Linked DNA regions of Danio rerio: region 1 is linked to region 2. A link is a contact called in public HiChIP or PLAC-seq data. All regions are on one chromosome and are shown on one strand. The core of a region is the stretch at or near the end of the contact, and the rest is flanking DNA. Distances in the headings are between cores, read along the strand shown.

What was found. HiChIP or PLAC-seq counts read pairs in DNA pulled down with a chosen protein or histone mark.
Region 1: a contact with region 2 is called in an H3K4me3 HiChIP or PLAC-seq map of embryo, with 3 times the contacts expected there. The contact joins two enhancer-like sites. A contact is called at or near these places in 4 of 18 Hi-C or Micro-C datasets (caudal fin, embryo, fibroblasts and 1 more) and 2 of 4 datasets of contacts at active chromatin or transcription factors (caudal fin and embryo).

What each region holds. Positions count from the first base shown.
Region 1 is chr8:21,057,879-21,061,227 of GRCz12tu, reverse strand. The region is part of intron 3 of sema6bb (sema domain, transmembrane domain (TM), and cytoplasmic domain, (semaphorin) 6Bb); the gene reads left to right. Among named protein-coding and RNA genes, the nearest start is that of si:ch73-272h24.1, 26 kb to the left of the region's middle. Within about 2 kb of position 1,252, at least 13 of the 62 cell types and tissues checked have an H3K27ac peak or open chromatin away from gene starts, as enhancers often do.
Region 2 is chr8:20,801,643-20,805,092 of GRCz12tu, reverse strand. It overlaps sema6bb (sema domain, transmembrane domain (TM), and cytoplasmic domain, (semaphorin) 6Bb), which reads left to right. Exons shown (of 19, transcript XM_073910233.1): 19 at 1-3,450. The coding sequence ends at 431. Among named protein-coding and RNA genes, the nearest start is that of rorca, 41 kb to the right of the region's middle. Within about 2 kb of position 1,927, at least 5 of the 62 cell types and tissues checked have an H3K27ac peak or open chromatin away from gene starts, as enhancers often do.

The sequences.
Region 1 (3,349 bases), core at 3-2,502, 260 kb before region 2:
TATTTGACATTTTCCGCAACAGTGTATAGATTTTTCTAATATTGTATGGCCCTAGCTTATTGTATTTCCTTGCTGGGTCAATTAAATGATTAAATGTCCATGATATTTTAAAATAGTTTTACCAAAATTACATTGCTTCAGTTTGTTAATTCTCAAATTTATGCAGTGTCACAAAAAACAAATAGAAGAAAATTTGATTTCCCTACAATGCAAATAGGCGACATCGCAATCACATTTCATGTAAGTTTAACATAGATTTAAAAGTAACTAAACATTTTGACGTTGTTCATTAATTTTCCTTCAGCTCAGTCCCTTTATTCATCAGGAGTCGCCACAGCGAAATGAACCACCAACTATTCCAGCATATCCAGCATACATGTGTCGCCTGGACATTTTTCATCAATGTATTTTCATTCACTCAAGTTTAAATCCAGCTACTGCATAATTTAATGTACAAAAAGTACCTATTGTACAAAAAGTCACAGCCGTTAACCCACTTAGGTTTCGCTTTCTCACATTCTTAACGATTTCAATTCCGCCGATGCCGTTGTTTTATTCTACATCTTTAATGCATTCCACATCTTAAGCGATTGTTCAGCTAAGCCGCTTTAATCCTCAGCAAACACATAGCTAATTTATTACCAGCCATTCTTATGGTTGGGATGTGCAACTTTCCCCAACAACATGCATCAAGCTTGAGCAAGCCCCCTGCTGATTTTACTGCAGTATAATTTGTGTGATATTCTGAAATGTGATTGGAGGAAATTAAAAGAGGAGGAGGAAGGGAAATGCAGAGCGTGTTCCAGGTTTCTTGAATAGGTGCCCTGTTCAAGAGTGCCTTTTCCCCCAACAGCCGCACTTCACCCCTCAGAGCAAGTGTTGAGGCTGCTGTGCCGAGGGAACAGGTGCTGCGGGCACAGGGGGCACACGCGCGCACACACACATGCACGCTTACAGTTGCCCTTGGGGTTTTGTGTCACCTGCGACTGCTTAACCCGCCCCACAGATCCTTTTTGAGGGCTGTCTGTGGCCAGAGGGGCACTGTTCCCCTTGCACTCCCCAGCACAGGGCCTCCTTACTCCCTTGTCATTTCTGTCCTCTTTATTGGTCTTTTACTGTCATCCGGTTTCCTTCCCTTTTCTTTCTTTTCCTTTTGTCAGCTCTCGATTTCTCCATATCTCAAACCGTCCCTTCAGTCGTCCCGCCCTTTTTGGCCCGGCGCTCGCTCTTTCTTTCTCTCCCTGCGTCTTTCTGTCTCTCCCTCACTCTTGTCTTGATGTCAGACCCTTCCAGACAGAGTGCTTTCTCTCAGTGTGCTGTCAGGCTAAAGGACACTGCCCACTGGGACTCTGAAAGGAACAAATTGACCGGAACAATGTTCTCACTTAGCATGTAGAGCTCGCCGAAAGAGAAGGTGAGGAGCACGCTGGGCCCACAAGTGGAGATGCCCACCCAGCCTGGTCTTGCAATTCTCTGTTGTCCCCTACTTGTCTGTTGAAGTTTAGTGTTGGAGTCGCAGTTAGGGAGAAATAATGGCATTAACCAGTGACCTCTAAAAACCTCATTTCCCATGATCCTCCTGCCCCCGGAGTGTTAACCTCTCTGCTGACCTGCCATAAGGTGGTGCTGGAGGTCACGGCTCCTCCTATTAAAATGTAATAGAGCTTCTCTTCTATTCCCCCTCAGCTATCACCACTTCTCCCTGCAGTTTAATAATCACCCCATCTGAGATTTCTGAGCTGCCACATCTTTCATGTGGAGCCAAATGTGTGAATGCAGAATTGATTGGCAAAAAAGCTCATAATTAGGTGAAAGTGAGAATTGTTTTGTGTTACTTTTCAGGGTGTTTGCTTTTCTTCCTTATTTCTTTGTTTTCCTTTTTGTTCTTCTTTATTCTTTTCTTCTTATTCTCCATTTGGTATTTTTCCTCTTCCTCTTTAATTTTCTTTTCCTATTTCCAATTTTTCAATTTCTTAAATTTTACGTTGTCATTTTTATGGTATTTTCTGCCTTTTCATTTCATTTACTCTCTATCTTTTGTTTTCATTCGTATTTGTTTTTCTTTTCCTTGTCTTTGCTTACCTTTCACATTTTTTGCTTTCTTTCATTTTACTTGTACCTCATTTTCATTTCTCCTTTCATTTCCACTAATTTCCTTTGGTTTCTGCCTCTATTTCTTTTCTCTACATTTTCTTATATATTGTCTTTTTTATAATAATAAAAAAGTTTTTTGTTTTTATTTCCTTTTCCTTCATTTCTTCTTTTAAAATATATTTTACTTTACATGCTTTCAGCTTCATTCATTCATTCATTCATTTTCCTTCGGCTTAGTCCTTTTATACATCAGGGTCACCACAGTGGAATGAACCGCCAACTTATTTAGCAAATGTTTACACAGCGGACGCCCTTTCAGCCACAACCCAACACTGGGAAACACCCATACACTCTCTCATTCACACACATCCCCTATGACCAATTTAGATTTTTCAATTAAACTGTAGCGCGTTTCTTTGGACTGTGGTGGAAACCGGAGCACCCGGAGAAAACTCTTGTGAACACGGGGAGAACATGCAAAACTCTACACAGAAAATCCAACTGACCCAGTCTGGTCTCGAACCAGTAACCTTCTTGCTCTGAGGTATTCATGCTACCCACTACGCCACCATGACTCCCCTTCTCTTCACTTTAGATTTAGCTTTTTTTTATTCCCCTAATCCTTTAAAGTTTATGTTTTGCTAAGTTTTCCTTTATCAATTTTCTTTTACTGCTTCTTCCATTTACTTCTCACTTTACGTTTTTGTTTTAATTTCCTCCTCCTTCCTTTCTCTTTTTAAAATGTATTTTACTTTGCAGCTTTATTCGGTTATTCATTTATTCATTTTCCTTCGGCTTCGTCCTTTTATTCATCAAGGGTCGCCACAGCAGAATGAACTGCCAACTTATCCGGCAAATGTTTTACACAGCAGATGGCCTTCCAGCTGCAACCCAGTACTGGGAAACACCAATACACGAATACACCGCGGCCAATTTAATTATTTAGTTGACCTATAGTGCATGTCTTTTGAACTGTGGGGGAAACCAGAGAACCTGGAGGAAACCCACACAAACACGGGGAGAGCATGCAAACTCCTCACAGAAATGCCAACTAACCCAGCCGAGACCCGAACCAGCGACCTTCTTTCTGTGAGGTGACAATGCTAACCACTATGCCACCGGATCACCCTTTCAGCTTCATTTATTTTAATTCTTTTCCCTTCCTTCCCTATTCTTGACTTATTTATCTTATTTTTTTCCATCCTTTCCTCTTTCACCTTTTTACCTCTTTCTCATTTTCCCTTTATTTAAAAAT
Region 2 (3,450 bases), core at 678-3,177:
TTCAGGGTGGCCGGCAGGAAGGATCAGGCGATGTTCCCCCTCATTCAGAGCGCCAAAGGTACCTTATCCTCGCCCACCCTCCAAATCAAAGGGAGCAGGGCAGTCGACCGTCCGCTCCACCTACCCGCAACTCCACTGGGGAATACAACTATCCAGCAACCCCTCAGGACTCACCTGACCGAAGGAGGGTGGTTTCAGCTCCTACCACTCAGTCGGACTATGGCGAACAACTGCGGTGGTCCAGAGACGGGCTCAATTTCAACAGCAACAATGCAACCCCTTCTAACCATCATCCATATCCAATACAGCCACGCACTAATGCAGCGTTAATACGGCCAGGTCACCACACTCAGCGGGGGCACAATGAGCTACAGGACTACAGCCACCTGCTGGTTAAAAGTGTAGGTGAGCGCAACCCAAACGGCCAATGAGTCCAGGCCCGTTCACACCCTTCAGGTCCCATCACCCCCAAGACTCAGACTCCTTCTGTAATCATGCCCTTCCTGTCCTCTCTCTCACTGCCATCCAGTGTCTTTAAAGTCCCCCACCCAGTGGCTGAGCTCTAGGACCACCAAGAGTGAGAGAACGAGAGCATTAGCGGTTGATGGTGTTAAAGCCGCCGTCCTCCCCAGCCCGCGGGGTGACGCCACTTAGCACGTTAGCGCCCTGTCTAATCAAATGGAAGGATCGCTTGGGAATAAACGGATGGTTAGGTGATGGGAGGTGAAATACTTCATCATAATCCTGCGAAAGGCTACGTTGACTGTTTAGCGTAATCGCAGATTGTCTGTCTGTGTAATCTCACGCCCTGGAAGTGATCCGTTTCATTTTCACCTTCCGTTTGCACCTGTGAATGCTTCTTTTAAGCGTCCTGGGGCATTTTCAGACAAGCTCTAACTTCCTTGTGTCTGGTTGTCTGTTTGTATGTGTGTGTGTATGTAAGTTGCGCTAAAATGTGCTTGTCGGCCAGACCTGATGTGAACGCAAAGTGGCCGAGCGGCACTGGAGATTCTCGAGTGATCTTATCTGATGTCAAGTGACTGACTGCCCCTCCCTCCCTTAACCTGTTAAGTGTCAGGAAGCAATCAAGAAAACTGCCATCTGACTTTGTCTACAGACTTGTGTGCTGGAATATCAGATGTAAATGGGTGACTGAGTAGAGCGTTCGCCAAAAATCATGGAGGAATCAGCCCATGCTTTCTGGATTGAGCAGGGAAGCACTGTGGAAATGATTATATGTTACGTACAGGGACATATGTTGTTGGGTGGACCTATTTATTTTGTGGTTTATTTCCAAAACTAAAAAGTTTAGCCTTTTTTTTATCCCTTACACATGTTAGAATAAGAACAGAGCGTTTACAACACTTGCTTTTTCTTTAGCTCGGACTGGCTTGGTTTTCTCTGCAGTCCATTGAATCGAATGTGAGCTCGGTTGTCTGGGCTGAGTCGGGCCGCTGGGGAGCTGCATTCAGAGTGTCTTTCTGACACTGGGTCTCTTTGTGCGGCCCAGCCAGAGAAGACCATCCTCACAACAAATAGCCGTTAAGAGTCACGGCCTAGCCATCGGCCCTGCCCAGGAGAATGTCAATGAGGAGCCAGACAGATCGGACCCCTCTGGTTCCCCCTTCACTGCCAGCCTTCACAAGCCACACAGAATCAGACGAATACAATGTTACATTTAGATGGAGAGCAAAAAAAAAATCTAACCCACTAGGCTCCCAATGGCACAGTGCCCGCTTCATGCATTGTTCAGTTCCCTCTGGCTCTCTTTGGATTGCTGTTTGTTTGTTTCAGGGTTGTAAACCCCACGGGAAGCATGAAAGAAATGGTGTACTATTCAATTCATTCACCTCTCAGTGAACGACGTTATCTCCGCTTTCTTCCCGTGGGGCACTAGTAATTCACCTAGCATTACCTGAATGAGTCCACTAGAGGGCAGTAATGCACAATGAGATATTCGTCTCTGTTCAGTGGACCATTTTCACATTGAGATGATGCATTTCCACAGTAATTAAATTGTATTTAAGGTTATTTTATGTAATTTAAATATTATTTTTCCAAGTATTTGTCCAAGATTTCCAAGTATCCTAGCAAAAATATAACGCATTAAGCAGCACAACAGTTTAAGCATTGATGAAATATGTCTTAAGCACCAAATCAGTGTATTAAAATCATTTTCTGACCAACCATGATGCTAAAGAAAATGATCAAATGCAAGTTATTTTTTTTAAAAAAAAGTGATACTTTCCAGTATTGCTGTTTTTAATACTGTTAATTGTTTTGTTTGTTTGCTTGTTTGTTTTTTAAATAAATAATTCTTAAAATTCTTAAACTACAATACATAAAATTGTACTTTGGCATAATTCCTTACCTAAAAAGTGAACACTAATGCAGTAAGGTTTCAAATATCTTGAGTGATGATAAATTTGGCTTTTCCTTTAAGAAAGACTATTGAATTTTGGAAATTTCTTCCTTACTCTTTTGAAACAAATACAAAAATTACATTAGCTTTGCTCTCAGATGTATTCTCCAGACATCTGTCCTGCCAATGTTTTTATTCCAAACCCGAAAATGTGAAAATGGTCCATAAAAGGGTTTAACTTCAAATAGTTGACGGTCCTATAATCAACACTGCTTCAGCACTAAGTATATATTGGCCTAAAAACAGGCTGTGTTCCCGAACGAAAAGCCTGGTGTAGTGATGATGGAGAGAGAATTTAAGGGCACAGGATATGAGTGCATTCTTTTGACTGTGAATGGTTGAAAGTGAACTGCTGAAGCTAAATATTAAACCAATTAATCAGCTGTATAATTTGTAGGTTTTAAGTGCCAATGCATGACTGAGTTCAAAACCCAGTGTGTAATTATTTTAAACAATCAACATTATTGATGCTTGGGTTTTTTAATTGCCACCAATCTTACACAGACTGAGGCTTCACTGCTTGCTGGAAAGTTCTGACCATCCATGCATGCTCTCATCTTTCCCGTCTCCCTGGTTTTTCACTCTGTTGCACCATTAGACGAAACATGCGTGATTAAGTCTATGTTGGCCTGATAAGTCCTAGAGATGATCGTGAGAGACGTGCAGAAACACAGGCACCCACTTGCTTACTCACTGCCAGATTTTACAAAGCAATCGACCGAGATGTGGGCAGCCAAATCCCATATAAATAGAATAAACCATAAACAAGCAGCAAACGCAGGTGAAATGTATTGTGTAACCCTGTACGCAATTGCTAAACAGGGTTAATTCGCACAAGATTTTGAGGCAGTGAAATGGAGTTAATTTGCTGTGGAGCTCTATAAAATGTGTTCCCGGGAAAAGAAAGTAAATGAGGGTTGTTTCACTGTTTTCCTATGTCGTAATTCTCTCGAGCAAGAAATAGAGTCGGCCGTAAAAACTATGCTACGCTTTTGTTTGGACAGAAATATATCTAGCTATGTTTTAAA